Linked DNA regions of Mus musculus: region 1 is linked to region 2. Evidence: chromatin contacts called from public HiChIP or PLAC-seq data. All regions are on one chromosome and are shown on one strand. The core of a region is the stretch at or near the end of the contact, and the rest is flanking DNA. Distances in the headings are between cores, read along the strand shown. Region 1 overlaps Slc25a13 (solute carrier family 25 (mitochondrial carrier, adenine nucleotide translocator), member 13). Region 2 holds the start of Dlx6 (distal-less homeobox 6).

Region 1 (7,391 bases), core at 1,444-3,943, 720 kb after region 2:
AACAAAGATGTAGAAGTTAAAATTTGCATAAGTGAAGACCTTGATGATTTCAGATTATAGTGTGGTAGAGGTTAAGAAATAAGAGCCCATAGAATTTGTAAAAACAAATTCAGTCTAACCACTTAATGGCATGTGCAAGTAATTTGCCAATTAAATATTTCTAGTATTTGAAACATCTTCAAAGTAAAGAGTGGAGGTTCTTAATCTTTCTTAATTTCATACTTTAAGAAACATAATAGAAAATTACGTAGATTTTGATCACTTTTCATTCAAGATTTCAGCATGTGAGCTCAAGGAAGGATGGATTTTAAGTGTTGCAGGAAAACTGATGCCTTTTGAGAGACGATGAGCTATGATATTTCCAAATCGCACTCTGCTTACTATTTAAAAAATCCTCTGTAAGTATTTTGTGCTTAAATAATAATTCCCCGTATAGTTAAGACCTTTGGTCTTATCTCAGTGGTCACCTCACCTACTATGTGCAGAACATTAGGCACACTCAACTCAAATAACTCTCCAAGTCAGGTATTTTATTCCTTTTTAATGACTAAGTGTTGAGTCAAGCACTTTGCTCAGTTGTTGGAAGTGAATCTATAGTAGTCATTTAGGTTTAAAGTGCTTTATGGAGATTTTAAAATGGCCCCATTTACTCTTCCTAGCTGCAAAGTTCTTTAGTTTTAAGTATAGTCACAGATTTGCACAGCCATTAGCACTTTGAAATTTAGGACACTTCATTATCCTAACAAGGGATTCATTACCAGTCAAGCATTTCCTCTCAATACCCCATTGTTTGTTTGTTTGTTTGTTTTTGGTACCTTCTAGGCCAAGGCAACCCTAATCTACTGTCTGTCTATATTAATTTGTCTGTTCGCAGCATTGTTTTTAACGTTTACTGTACTGTTTACTGTATTTAATGTTACTGTGTGTGTGTGTGCGCGCGCGCGTATGTGTAGGTCAGAGGACAGCTTACTGGACTTACTTCTCCCCTTCTGAGGGTGTGGCAGAAGGCACCTTTACCTGCTGAGCAATCTTGCTGAAAGTTTATAAAAATTAACTAATATTTTATGTCGTCTGTTAGTATAGACTTTTTGCATAATGTTTACAAGGTTCATACATGATATTAGCACACTTTTCCACATATTAAGATTCATTTATTACTTTTTTGTATTTGGATAATAGTCTATTATATGGATTTAGTGTATATTGTCTAGCTCATCAGATCCCGAGTGTGTACACATAGTTTGTTACTGTTTTTTGGCAATGACTAATATTGTTATAAACATTCACCTGCGTACTTTTTGTGGCTATGTGGTTCCCTTTCTTGTGGCTGCACATTTGGAATGAACACTGTTAAGTCATACAGTAAATCTGAGTGTCCTGTTTTCCAAAGTTGCATTTCATATTTGCAGTAGTGCCTGTGGGTCCCAGTGTCTTCACATTCCCAACAACACTTGTCACATTCTTCTATGCCCACGTTAAGTGGTAGCCATTAGTCTTCATCTGCCCTGGCAATGCTAATGCTGTGCGACACCTCTTTAGGTACTTGTGGGCCATTTTTATTTTAGAAAAATGTCTCCTTAGTTTCTATTTTTTCCCATTTGAAAACTGTCCTTTTATCTTTTGTCCATCTTAAGTAGAATTGTCAGGTCTGAAGAGATGGCTCAGCGGTTAAGAGCACATATTGTTCCTGAATATGCCCCAAGTTTGCCAAGCACAGACCTTGGCATGAAGGGGGATTCTGAAAGAAGGGGTGTCTGGGAGCGGTGAAAAGAATGACTTGAAGTCAAATCATGAATCCAAGCTGTGTTCTTCTTGATCCAGTCTGTTGCTATGTTCTGCTTTCTCTCTATAAGTTGTCCTCTGGCACACACACACACACACACACACACACACACACACACACACACACACACGACCCACGCCATACTGTGACATGCACGCACACAATAATTTTTATCCTAAAAACTTCTCTAGATAGCTTGTATCTTGCCGAACTCAGGTCCAGTGTTTCATTTTCCTTATCAACCTAGTCTTTTGCTCCAGGGTTGCTTTTGATTATCTTATGAATCATCTCATCACCCCACCTTTTGATTAGAAAGAGACAGCAAGCATACATTTTGTTCTTAACATTGCAAAAGAATTTAGTGATCTGTCTACCTTTGTTAAGCATAGATGTTAAACTAGTTGGGTGGGACCCTGCCCGGAAATTACCATTACACGTGGGCCTAACCTCACTCTGTCCTAGGCTGACCTTGAACTCAGGAATCTGCCTGCCTTTTTATCTTTCTGACAAGCTGGCTCTTAGTGTAGCTGCCTTTGTTGCTTTAGATTCATGAAGCCCATCATAATTCATATTGCATCCTTATATTTTGCATAATTGAGAAATATATCATATATTTGGAGCTCTTTTCCATAGTCCTAAAGATTGTCCTGAAGGTTCCAGTCTTGCCAAGATATTAGTCACATCCTCAACTCCTGGACTCCTGCTATCTCAGATTATCACGGCATCACTATATTAACAGGGAGGACATGTCTTGGAGGAATGAGGAAATATGTACATTAATACATAAACAAGCTTTATGCCCACTGCAGCCATTGACACTAGCAGAGCCTCATCCCAGGGGCCTGTCCCAGGGGCAGGAACCATGTCACTCTGCCGCCACCAAGGCCATGCTGGGCTCAACACAAGTTTAATTACCAGTAACGGCCATGGAGCTCTCAATTGCCTGTAGCTTCAGCTCTAGGGGATATGACAGCACTCCAACCTCCTCGTACAAACACACACACATACACATAATTGTGAAAAACTAGTCTTTTGCAGGGCAGTGGTGGCGCACGCCTTTAATCCCAGCACTTGGGAGGCAGAGGCAGGCAAATTTCTGAGTTCGAGGCCAGCCTGGTTTACAGAGTGAGTTCCAGGACAGCCAGGACTACACAGAGAAACCCTGTCTCAGGGAAAAAAACAAAGCAAACAAACAAACAAAAACTAGTCTTATTTCTGAGTTGTGAGAACCCTTTCTATATTCCAGAGTTTATCATACACGATTTCCTCCTACCCACCACCTCTAGACTATAAGAGATCTTTTACTCTCTTGATGTTACACTTTACAAAAACAACTTTGGTGATGTTTAATTTGTCTGTTTTTTTTTCTTTTTTCTTTTTTTCTTTTTTATTTTTCATATTCAGTCAGCGTTTTCCTCATCCAAGGCTACAGTATCATGCCTCTATTTTTTATATTCATATCTTTATCTCTTAACTTCATAGATACATTTGTTAGGGGTTTTGTTTATCTTGGGTTAGTAGTAGGTGGCCAAGGCTGGACTTGACATTTTGCCTGTAGAGATTGAAGAGGTCAGCTCAGCTGTTAGAAAATTCCACAGGACCTCCTCCCCTCCTGGGGGGGGGGGGATATAGGTCATAAAGAACATAGGTACCCCTCCGCTCCAGAAGGGAGGGGCTAATTACATTCCTCAGACCACAGGAAGGAGGGACCAACCACCAGAGCTCCAAGACACATTCCGAGACCGTTGGCCACCCACTTCATTCCCTATAGACCAATCAGTTTAAAAGTCACACTGTTCTGCTAATCATATTTTGCCTAATGGCGGTGGCCCTGAGAACTGTATAAAGGCTCCCTGGATGGGCAGCCCGGCATCACTCTGCCTATGTGCAGGGTGACCCCAGCATGCTGGATTAAATAAAATTCCTCTTGCTTTTGCATTGATTCTGGCTCCACGTGGTTCACTAAGGGGATTCCCGGTAAGCTAAGGCTCAACAGAGTCTTACAAGATCATTTGTTTTACAAGCTAAGGGCTCATGTTTCTTGGTGCATTATCAGCCATACTTGTTGGAAATCTCCGGGCAGCAAACACACATGCTTGAGTTTGCCTCTTGCCTAGCTTGGGTCATTTTTAGCCTATGTTATGTTGGAACCACAGTTCTGAGTTGCAGTCACTTTGTACTGACTGAAGGCCAGCTCTGTTCTTGTATTTCAAAATTTCCTGGGCTCCCTGGATGGTGATGGTGCGTGCTTTTAATTTCAGTACTTGGGAGGCAGAGACAGGCAGATCTCTGTGAGTTCTGGCCCAGCTTAGTCTACAAGGTAAGTTCCAGGACATCAGGGGCTACACAGAAAATCCCTATCTTGAAAACAACAAAACAAAAACTACAAATTTCCAGATCACCAGACAAAATCTTGGCTTTTCTGGGTTCCTTGAGTTCTTGTATGCATTTGAGAAGCAGGTTGTCTCCAGCTTGTCTCTTTCCTCAAGAAGCCAGCTAGGTGTATGTCACTTTGGGGTGTCTGACCATTCAACACCAACTTTGGAATGTACTTCTGCCACCCACCATAAATTTTATGTCACCATTTATTTCGAGCCAGGGTCTCACATTGTAGCTCAGGCCAACCTAAAACTCACTACGTGGCCCAGGCTGGCTGGCCCACATCTGCTTCTGACTCCTGAATACTGGATTCAAGGGATAAGCCACAATTCTTATTTTTATTTATTTTGCCATATAAATAATACTGATTATTCTAATGAATAGCATTTTATGGCATTTGAAGAGTAGATGTATTTCATATTTGTTATTAAATTCGTGGCTTTTTGAGGACGTTGCATATGGGATTGTTTCTTCAAACTTATATTTAGATTGCTATTTCATATATGTAAAACTACAACTGACAGGTTTTTATGCTGAACTCCCATATTCTGATCTGGCTGACTGCTTACTAATACGATTTTTCTTTTTTTCAGTAGAATCCTTGAGATTCTGTGTGTGTGTGTGTAAGAGAAATTTATTTGACACAGCTTATAAAAGTTTGAAATCTTCTATCATAGGCTACTGTGTTTCTACAAGAAGCCAGCTTGTATTTTGGAGCAAATCAATGTTTCTTTGGAGGGGAAGTCTGGACATTCGTCTTCCAGAAAGAAACAGTTGCTACTTTGTAATTATTTCCATCGCTTTTAAAACCAGATCTTACTCTGTAGCCTAAGCTGGCCTGAAATTTACAGTCCTCCTATCTCTGTCTCCTGAACACTGGGCTTAGAGGTCAACTCCGCCCTGTCCATTGTAATTACGCTTTTACGATATATAAAGTATAGTCGACTTTCAGGTGGGAAAACAGTGGAGAAAACAAAGTCTTGCAGATAAAGTCAGAGGAAAATGAGCTTGTTTGGTAAAGTCTTGGCTTAAGTAGCATCACCGTTCCTGGGGGGTGACTGATGGAAGAAGCAGGCCTTCCTAACACAGCTTAGCTCAAAGTGAAGTAATGCTGACTATGCTTGAAAAGGTAAGCATTGCATTCGCTTTCCTTTCTGGAAGAGTAAGGGAGCTTAGAAACGCATGCCTCTGCCTCTCTAAACCCTGTTTCCAGCACTGCCATCCCGTTGGTGGGCAGTGCAGCTTGCCTCCTCCCTGCGTGGCCTTACTCCACGAATAGGACTCCAGGATCTTACTTTTTATGCCAGGAGAAGCCTTTACCTTTTTCTCACTCCTTTTAAGTCAGTGATGGGGCTAGGAACATGCCAGAAAGTTCTCAGCTGTTGAGTTATAAGCTAAGAAAGCAACGAAATGGCAGAAAAAAGAAAGCTTTCTCTTCTTTCCTAAGACTTCAGGTTAGGGACTTGAGACGGGGCACAGTGATTAAGGGCTCTGGTACTGTTCTTCCACAGGACCTGGGTTCCATTCCCAGAGCCCACATGGGAGCTCACAGCTATCTGGACCTCCAGTCCCACAGGATCCAGTGCCCTCTTCTGGCCTCTGTGGGTACTGCATGCACATAATACACAAAATACTCATGCACATGAAATTTTAAAAAAATGTAAAAAAGCAAACAAACAAAAACACCTTTAGCTTAGCTCTAGAGAATTCTGGAAAGGTATGGATATAGTGAGAGCTTAGCTTGGTCATAGGAAAGTCCCGAGTTTTAACTCCTGGAGTCTCTATGATAAAGGTCATTTGCCTTTGAAAGGCAAAATGTGGAGCTTAGCCAGGCATGGATGTTGCTTTGTTTCTTAGTTTCCCATTTTTTAGCTGCTAGTTGAGGCACACTCTTCTGGTTGTCTCAGAAGGCGCAGGACACTTCTTAAACACTAAAAAAAAGATACTGTCTGGGGCAGCATGTTCTTGTTTTCTAAAGTAAGGGATGGGTACCACTGAGGGATGAGCACCACAGAGGGATGAGCACTACAGAGGGATGAGCACCACAGAGGGATGAGCACCACTGAGGGATGAGCACTACTAACTGTTGTGATATTTTTTCACTTATAGCGATTTCTTCAGTTCGTAAACCTGAAGGCAAAAATTTTATAAAATGAGTGTGTCCCCAAGCCCTTTGTTGAAACAGAACAAAAAGTTCAGATTTATGACCCCCCCCAAAAATTTTGGGGAAAATATGTGTGTTTTTTAGTATGACATTAATTTTTGAAGGTTTTGTAGCAGTTCATTGGCTGGGACAATAAATAGAAATGTCCTTCTGTGCTCTGGACGTCACTGGCTGTGGCCCGTCTACTGGCTTGACAATTTCCTGGGTAAGTGACAATCCTGGTAGAAAGGTCAGAGAGTGACTGAAATGTAGAAGCTGTGCCACCTGGCAAACGACTCTAGGCCTTGCCTACCCCACCCTCTACACAGCAAGGGGCTCTATGCTCTTCCTCCCTTCTGGAAATGCAGCATTGAGTCTTAGGAATTTAAATTGAATAGTACTTACCCCTGGCAGGTTATGGAAATACCTCGGGTATCTGGAGCAGGATCTATCAGTCTTAGGGTGGCTTTGGACTCATATACTGTGTCTGAACCTTTGATTTGCCTCAGAAGAAGTGAACTTTGCTTTCTGCTTCAGAACTCCTGTGAAAGTTGTTGTTAACTGCACCCCCAACCCCCTCCTTCCCGGACAAACTTAGGGCCCACATCAAAGTTAAAAAAAAAAAAAAAACCTTTCTTAGCCGGGCATGGTGGCGCACGCCTTTAATCCCAGCACTTGGGAGGCAGAGGCAGGTGGATTTCTGAGTTCGAGGCCAGCCTGGTCTACAAAGTGAGTTCCAGGACAGCCAGGGCCAGAAACCCTGTCTCAAAAACAAAACAAAAAAAAAACAAAACAAAAAACAAAACAACAACAACAAAAAAAAAAACAAAACCTTTCTTTCTTATTTCTGTGTTTTCCTTCCTCAAATTTTGCTTCCGTGTTGTGGAGAACACCCCCACCCCAATGCTAGCTATTTCTTCAGTTCATAAACCCGAAGGCAAAGATTTTAGAAAATGAGTGATCCCAAGCCCTTTGTCAACCTGACCCTAATACACTGTTGTGGGGTTAGACTTGGCTATAGCTCCTTACCTCCTGTGGTCCACACTTCTCCCACAGCAGTGAGCACAGCATTTCTACTGTGTGCTG
Region 2 (7,314 bases), core at 3,855-6,354:
AGCTTAGTGAATGCCACTATTCACCTAAGAAAGGTGTCAAAGCAATAGAATGGTGATTTTGGTTGTTTTCCTTGGTCTTTCTTCTTTCCAGTTCAGAGTTTGGAGGTGGGTTATGCAAAGAGCATCTTTCTTGTTGCTGTTACTGTTTGTATTAGCTGAGTTGTCATTCCTGATCATTGCATTTTGAAAAGACATGCAGTGTTTCCTTTGTGGCAATGTTCTACTTTTTACAACCAAATTTTCTTCTTTCTTGAAGAGATATTGGGGGGGGGGTTCTTCCATTTCTTTTCTTCTTCTTCTTCTTCTTCTTCTTCTTCTTCTTCTTCTTCTTCTTCTTCTTCTTCTTCTTCTCCTCCTCCTCCTCCTCCTCCTCCTCTTCCTCCTCCTCCTCCTCCTCCTCCTCCTCCTCCTCCTCCTCCTCCTCCTCCTCTCAGTCTCAGATTGGTAAATAAAAATCCAGGAGTCCAAAATCTTTGTTTTTTATCATGTAATGTCTTAAACTCATTAAACAAGTAAAAATGCTGCCATGTTTGTGCAGATTCTTCTGCCGGTGGAGAATGTCTGTAAAAAAAAAAAAAAAAAAAGTCATTTGGATAGAGAGTACTAAAGAGGAGGCTCGGGGCCTGAATCCCAGACTGTGAAGGAAAATATCCTTACAGTGATGGGTTTCCAGAACACTGGCACAAAAGCCTCTCTCTCTCTCTCTCTCTCTCTCTCTCTCTCTCTCTCTCTCTCTCTCTCTCTCTCTCGTGTGTGTGTGTGTGTGTGTGTGTGTGTGTGTGTGTATGTGTGTGTGTGTTTATTACAAAGTTACTTATTAAGGTTACTAAAGACAGTAAATTGCAGAAGAGGAGGGAAGGGGAAGAAAGCAAGGATGGAAAGATAGGCAAGAAATAAAGAAGAGCGAGTAAAAGGGATGAAAAACAAGGAAAGAAAGGGAGGAAAAGAGAAAGGAAGGAGAGGAGATGAGAGGGGGAGGGAGGGAGGGGGGGAGAGAGAGAGAGAGAGAGAGAGAGAGAGAGAGAGAGAGAGAGATCACAGGGCAGTTGCTCTGAGCTCAATGCTTAGGCTGTTTGGCAGATACAACAGAGTCCTGGATCCTCCTTGCCTCCTTCAGAAGCTCCGTAGGCGTTCACTCAGAGAAGTCACATCATCTGTGGTCTCTGCATGGTGTCCTGGTGTGGTGAGGAATACCAGTGTGAATACCCCGGCATGTAGCTGTTGGGAGGCATACTGACGCCCTTGGCAGAGGCAGAAACGTCCCACACTGGAGGCAGGGCTGGTGATCGTGGTGACAGGGCTGCTGAACCCGGGAGGGGGTCACTCTCGTGTGGGTTACTACCCTGCTTCAGCAATTTCTTAAACTTAGAGCGCTTATTCTGAAACCATATCTTCACCTGCAAGACATGTAGTAATTGTCAGGCCAGATAAACATCATACTGGTGCCTTCAGTGTCACCCCAGACTTAAGAAGCAATATACAAACAAACAAGCAAACAAAACAACCATTACCATTCCAAGAAGCCCCTTCCCTTCCCCCTCATTCCCCTCTTTCAAACCATCTCCATCCCTTCACTCTAGGCCTACTAGATGTCTTATTGTGATTCCTGGATTTAATCCTATAGCCTGGGGTTTTTAAAGTAACAGCATAAAATTAGAAAGAAATAAAATGAGATCAGTGGACCCAAAATTTTACAAAGGACTTTTAAGTGAAATAGAGTTTGGCTCACAATTGTACAACTAAATTTACCTCCTTTGGTCTATTCCATTTTTTATATTCACCAACCCCCCACATTTATTATGCTATGCATATCAAGTAGTAAACGATTATGAATTGATTAAAGGTTGTATGTTCATAGCAAAATACCTTGAACATACTTATGCACATCGTGCACACACCATGGCATATGCCTGGGATCTCTTTCTCCAGTCCTGCAAGGATTAAGAAATGCATCAACCCCCACTATCTACCTCCTATGTTGCTTAAGCAAACAGAAGTCATCAATCATCACATGATTGTTGGGGTAGCTACTAAAAGTCAAAAGGCTTCTGACAACTACAGAATCAGGAATCTAAGTTGGCAGCTTATTTAAGTCAACAACCCAAATCTCTAGATGAAAGGAAACCTACAATGTAGCATTACCTTTACAATTCCAGAATCTATTTTCCCAAGAATACGAGTCACGGAGCATCTAGAGCCCTTTCATAGCAAACCTCATACATTTTCAGTGGCAACATGCAGTAGAAACCAGGGTAAGTGAGAAGAGTTCAGGGACGCGGCCTGAAGACACCATTCTGTAAGGTCTTGGCTACTGTCTTATTAGACCCTTGCTGGATGAAGATGATGCCCATCAGAAGAGGCCTTAGCATCCCGTGCAGTTCTCTTGACTGCTGGCTTTTGAGTGCAGGCTGATATACTCACCTATGGGCCCCTTTCTGTGAAATCTGAAATGTCCAGTATACTTTTCAGGTCAGCAGGACTGTTTATTATCTGTGGTGTCCCAGGCCGTGATTTGGGGAACATTCTCTTTGTTTCTCAATTCTGTCAAGTTCTGTGCTCCAGGGAGGTACCTCAGCCTGCACTATTTGGTACCAGAATGATTCAACTACAGAGCTTAATGCAATCTTCAGAAAGTCCTGTCTTACCCATCCCGGAGTGAATGGCTTACACATGGATGTCTTTATTAAGCTGCTAGAGTCTAACTTTTGCTCCTGGTCTCAGCTCATAAGTTTCCTTCCTATGACAATGAGTTGAAATTAATATTAATTCCTAAGGGTCACTAAAGGGTCCTTAAGAAAGGCCTTATTTTGCTTCTTAGCTGGATACTACACACACACACACACACATACACACACACACACTTGTTCTACTTCGTGTTATTCTGCTCTGGAATAAGATTTGATTGAATTTGTTCACCAAAAGATCCTAGGCTCAGCTGGGGTCGCAGAGGGTTGGTGTATATGCAAATCCAATTCAGTATTCAATACCATGTCATTTGTTCCAAACTGTGTGATCCCAGGAAAGTGCACAACTGGAGCACGGGCATTTGTCATTTAGCTCCTTCCATCCTTGGTTGACTAGGCCAAGAATTCCTCCTGGTATGCTCTCTGCACGGTTATCAAGCAGGGCCAGCATTTCAGGGGTACTTGGGCTTCCCGGGAATTACCTGTGTTTGTGTCAGTCCTAAGGAAGCAGCCAGTTCGGCTCTCTCGGGAAGGGCCAGGTATTGAGTCTGCTGAAAGCGATGGTTTAAAGCCTGGAGCTGCAGGCTGGAATAAATGGTCCGAGGCTTCCGAATCTTTTTCCCCTTTCCGTTGAACCTGATTTCCCCGTTTTCGATCACTGTCGTTTTTTGTTGATCTGTAAGCAAATGACACAGAGGAGTGGTCACCCGCGAGGCCACTACTGCCTTCTCCCTTCATGTGACAAGGCTGGCAAGGAGTTTCTCCCAAGTTTAAAAAGAGTTCCTCGTAATATCCCCGCTATACCACTGTGGGCACGTGCCCCCAGAGGCTGTGAAAGCTTCCCTCCGACCGTGTCTCCAACACTAACAATGCATTATGATAGTGGATCGAATCTAGGAAGCCCGGGGCATAAAAGAGACGCTCCGCAACAGCGGAGACAGCGCAGGCCGCTTTCCGAAGTCCGTGGCGCTGTAAGGCTTCTCTTCTCTGGGCCCGAGAGCGGTTTCTTGGCCTGGCTTTTCCCAACGCCTAAAGCTATACCAGAACCACCCGGTTGTTTATGTGACCAGTTAGTTTTGTGTCACCCAGCTGCAAGCTTAGTGCTTTAAGTCCCTTCTGTATGTTTGAAATGATTCTGCTCGCGTGTATCAAAGCCCAGACACAGAACACAACCAGGAGCTCAGAGCAGCTCCAGAGCAGGCTGAGACTCTCTGGACAACGGAGAGCTATCAACCCCAGGCCCTCTGCTTCACTTCCAAGAACAAAGGAGCAGCCAAAGTACTACTGAAAACCCAGAGAGAGGGAGCCAGGTCTGGGGACGTGGGGGGGACACCTCAAAGCCCACGAGGGAAGATTTTAAAAGCAAAACAAAAACAAAAGACAAAACCCAATGTCACTAGTATCTATCGGCTGCAACAGCTTCGTTCCAAGTCACCAAGGGGCACCAAGTGCCCCAGGCAAAGTAGGCCACCGCTCTCCCAGCGTTGAGATGGGAAGCCTTAACTAGCCCTTCAGTCCTGGCCCAGAATTGTCTCCAGTTCTGATAAATGCGGGTCCCAGCAGAGAGGGAAGGGACAAGGTAGAGGGCACACAGACCTGGTGGGCTGGAGGGCGCAGTGGGGACCGTAGAGCCAGGCTAGGGCACAGCCTGGAGGCTCAATGGGAACCACAAGCAGGAGGCGGAGGAGCCAGCGGGCCTCGGGGTGAGCCAGCCGGGGGTCCACGGCGGCGGGAAGGGGCCGGGCAGGGAGAGGCCGGCAGGCAGGCGCCAGGCGATCGGGAGCCCACGGGGCCCGACTGGGGGCGCACGGGGCCGCCCGCAGGAGGGGGCCGGCGGAGGCCCCGGCGTGGAGGAAGTGAGCGGGGCGGGAGGGGTCGGAGGCAGTGGGGAGGCGGGCGAAGCTAGCTGCCTAAGCGGCCTCTCACCTGTGTCGTCCCCGCGCGTCTGGGCGGCCGCGCTGCTGTTGTGGTAGGACTGGAGGTAAGGGCTGTGCTGCGAGTGGCTCATGTAGGGGTAGGCGGCGAGCGATCGGTGGTTGTAGGAGTTGCCTCCGCTCGACGCGTAGGGCGAGCCGTGGTGGTGGTGCTGGTGGTGGTGATGGTGGGAGCCGGCCGCCGCCGCCGCCGCCGCGGCCGAGTGCAAGCAGTGCAGAGGGTAATGTGCGCCTGCCATGGCCGGGGAGGTCTGCTGCGAGTGCGGCTGCGGCGGCGGCGGCGGTGGCGGCGGCGGCGGCTGCTGTTGCTGCTGCTGCTGCTGCTGTTGCTGCTGCTGTTGTTGCTGCTGCTGCTGTTGCTGCTGCCCGAACTCCATGAAGGCGGATTTGGACGAGTCCTGGCCTTCCAAGCCGTCAGCCATCGTAGTCATGGTCATCATCAAAACTTTGGGGGCTGGAGAAAGCCTTCTCCCGGGTTTCTTTCACCCTCCCCCACTTGGCTCGCACCGCTCTCCCCTTTGCAGCCACCTTAGCTCCCGGGATCCTTGCAAAAAAATAAAAAAAATAAAAAATAAAAAAAAATTTAAAGGAGGGGGCAGAGGTGGTTCTCTTCCTCACTCTTCTCTAATATATACATATATATATTTAATATAAAGAGATATAGTGAGCAGGGCCTTGTTAACCCAAAGGGAGGAGGAAGGGGGAGGGATGGGAGAGGAGAGGGGGGAGGGGGAATCTGCTCTCTTCTCCCCCCCCTTGCTTTTCCCCCCTTGGATTTTTGGGGGCTGGTGCAGTTTAAAGCAGAGATTTTAAGGTGGATTCTGCGAAAGTTGCGCGTCTGCTTTCAGACTTGATGCAGACGCCACGAGTCGAATGGTTTGTCTCCAAAGGGCAGCGCCTTCCTATTGGTCAGTCGCCCCCTGACGTCACAGGCGCACCGCTTCTACTGGCGTGTGCGCTGCTTGTGGAGTTCTTCGCCTACCTTAAGCAACTAACTACAAGCTCAGCCCAGAGGTGCAACCTGGGGCCGCCCGGAGCTAAAGGGGAGCAGCGGTGGAGGGAGGCGCCCGGTAGGCTGCAGACGCATCCTGTCGAAGCTCCAACCCTGCTCCAAGCCCTTGTTTCCAGGCTTGGAGACTCGGAATAGCCTGGCTGGAGGCTGATCGCTTTCAATTCATTTGCACCCTTTCAGGTTGCCTGTGTTCAGAAGCAGTGGCCCTAGCATTTAAAACCAGATCCCCCCCCCTTCACTTGACTTTCCCCCTCCCTCAGGACCCCAACTCTACTCCCAAGGGAGCACTTTTGCACTGTGGGTTTTTCCAGAAGTACTTTATTAATGCCATTGATGGAAGAAAAACCTCTATATCTGGGCTCCAACTCATGGCAAGGGTCGGGGATAGTAAAGAAAGAAAAATCAGACCCTGCTCTGTTGAGATTCCTGTTGTTTTCGGCCCTAGTTCCTATATATTGACCCCCCCCCCCTCAACAGAGGAGGAATACCAACTACCCCCAGAACGCAGCAGCCTGCTCTGAAAGCGAGAGTCGTTGGAGGGCTGACAGGAATGCATTTTCTTCCTATTGAAAACAGAAGCTACTGTAATGCTTTCAAATATATGCAAATGATACATGCGGTTAGTGGTTTGGCAAATCTTGATTACAATATAAACTACCCAAGTAAAAGTGCCTTCGTCCTAAATTTGTCTCTCGATTACAATTCCAATTGATTTTATTTTATTGTCAACATTGTTAATGATAAAAATAGAGTCGTTTTACAGTTATTTTTACTTTCTGGAAGGAGGCAATTAGAGTTCTAATCAGGAATACACAAAAATCTCCCATGATTAACTGCAGTACTTTGTTCAAATTGCTGCTATAAAATTCAGAACAATTTGCCTGTAATGATTATGGACTGGGTTTATTTTGGGAGGTGGAATAAAAGTGGATATAGCATAAATTATCCTCTAATTATACACCAGTGTCGCTTCAATTATCCTCTTATCAAAATGGTTGTCTAACTGCCGCATTTAGTTTCAATTCTCTCCTTTTTTTCTATAAAAAGAACTTCATACCTTGTTATTATTAATCCATTTATTATTTGCAAGGGGGTTTATATCCGCACATCCAGGTGGTAGAACCACTTCTGTTTCAAAGATGGACTGGGGAAAGACATTAAGTTTGGAGCAGCTCAGTGCTACGGATCTAGCCTCTCTCCCTCGGGTCTCCAGACTCACTTGGTCCAAGCTGCGGAGCAGGGACAGCGGAGCTCAGGCGGCCACGTTCAGGCCCAGCCACCAGGTAGGAGAACCGGATCCAACTCTAGGCTTGGGGAGGGACAAGCAGGTCCGCACCGGGTCGCGTCCTGGGGCGGCAGGTAAGCTCTAGGAGCTTGCGGGGCCAGATGATAGAGACTGGGTGGGAGAAATCTGAGGACCCCATCCTACCCCCCTGGGCTCGGTGCCTGCTTTCAGTGGGTACAGGGAACAAACTGTGAGCTTTTGGCCACAAGAGGAAATGTGTGGGGTAGCAACCTTGTGTGGTGGTGTGTCTGGAGGTTGCGGAGGAACTAGTCTGTCTTCTTGGGAAAACTACTGGATCGTTTTTGCACCGTATGTTGTCTGTAGCCCATAAGCTACACAGCCCCAGGAATCCTAGAATGAGATTTGTGGTGCTGTTTGCCACTAGAACTCCGGGAAAGG

Evidence for each region. HiChIP or PLAC-seq counts read pairs in DNA pulled down with a chosen protein or histone mark.
Region 1: an H3K27ac HiChIP or PLAC-seq map of embryonic stem cells shows a contact between it and region 2, with 8 times the contacts expected there. The contact joins the enhancer-like site here to the promoter of Dlx6 in region 2. A contact is called at or near these places in 8 of 39 promoter capture datasets (3T3-L1-derived adipocytes, the C10 cell line, cranial neural crest and 5 more), 7 of 484 Hi-C or Micro-C datasets (the C10 cell line and embryonic stem cells), 20 of 115 datasets of contacts at active chromatin or transcription factors (craniofacial prominence, embryonic basal ganglia, embryonic forebrain and 9 more) and 1 of 9 other capture datasets (liver).

The regions. Positions count from the first base shown.
Region 1 is chr6:6,135,368-6,142,758 of GRCm38.p6, reverse strand. The region is part of intron 4 of Slc25a13 (solute carrier family 25 (mitochondrial carrier, adenine nucleotide translocator), member 13); the gene reads left to right. Among named protein-coding and RNA genes, the nearest start is that of Slc25a13, 78 kb to the left of the region's middle. Within about 2 kb of position 2,693, at least 8 of the 459 cell types and tissues checked have an H3K27ac peak or open chromatin away from gene starts, as enhancers often do. A contact at or near this core is called in embryonic stem cells, where this site is marked.
Region 2 is chr6:6,861,124-6,868,437 of GRCm38.p6, reverse strand. Dlx6 (distal-less homeobox 6) reads right to left here and starts at 5,104. Exons shown (of 4, transcript NM_010057.2): 1 at 4,611-5,104; 2 at 3,167-3,360; 3 at 1,109-1,397; 4 at 468-561. The coding sequence starts at 5,058. The coding sequence ends at 1,146. The region is part of intron 1 of Dlx6os1 (distal-less homeobox 6, opposite strand 1); the gene reads left to right. Dlx6os2 (distal-less homeobox 6, opposite strand 2) reads left to right here and starts at 3,288. Exons shown (of 1, transcript NR_002839.2): 1 at 3,288-4,641.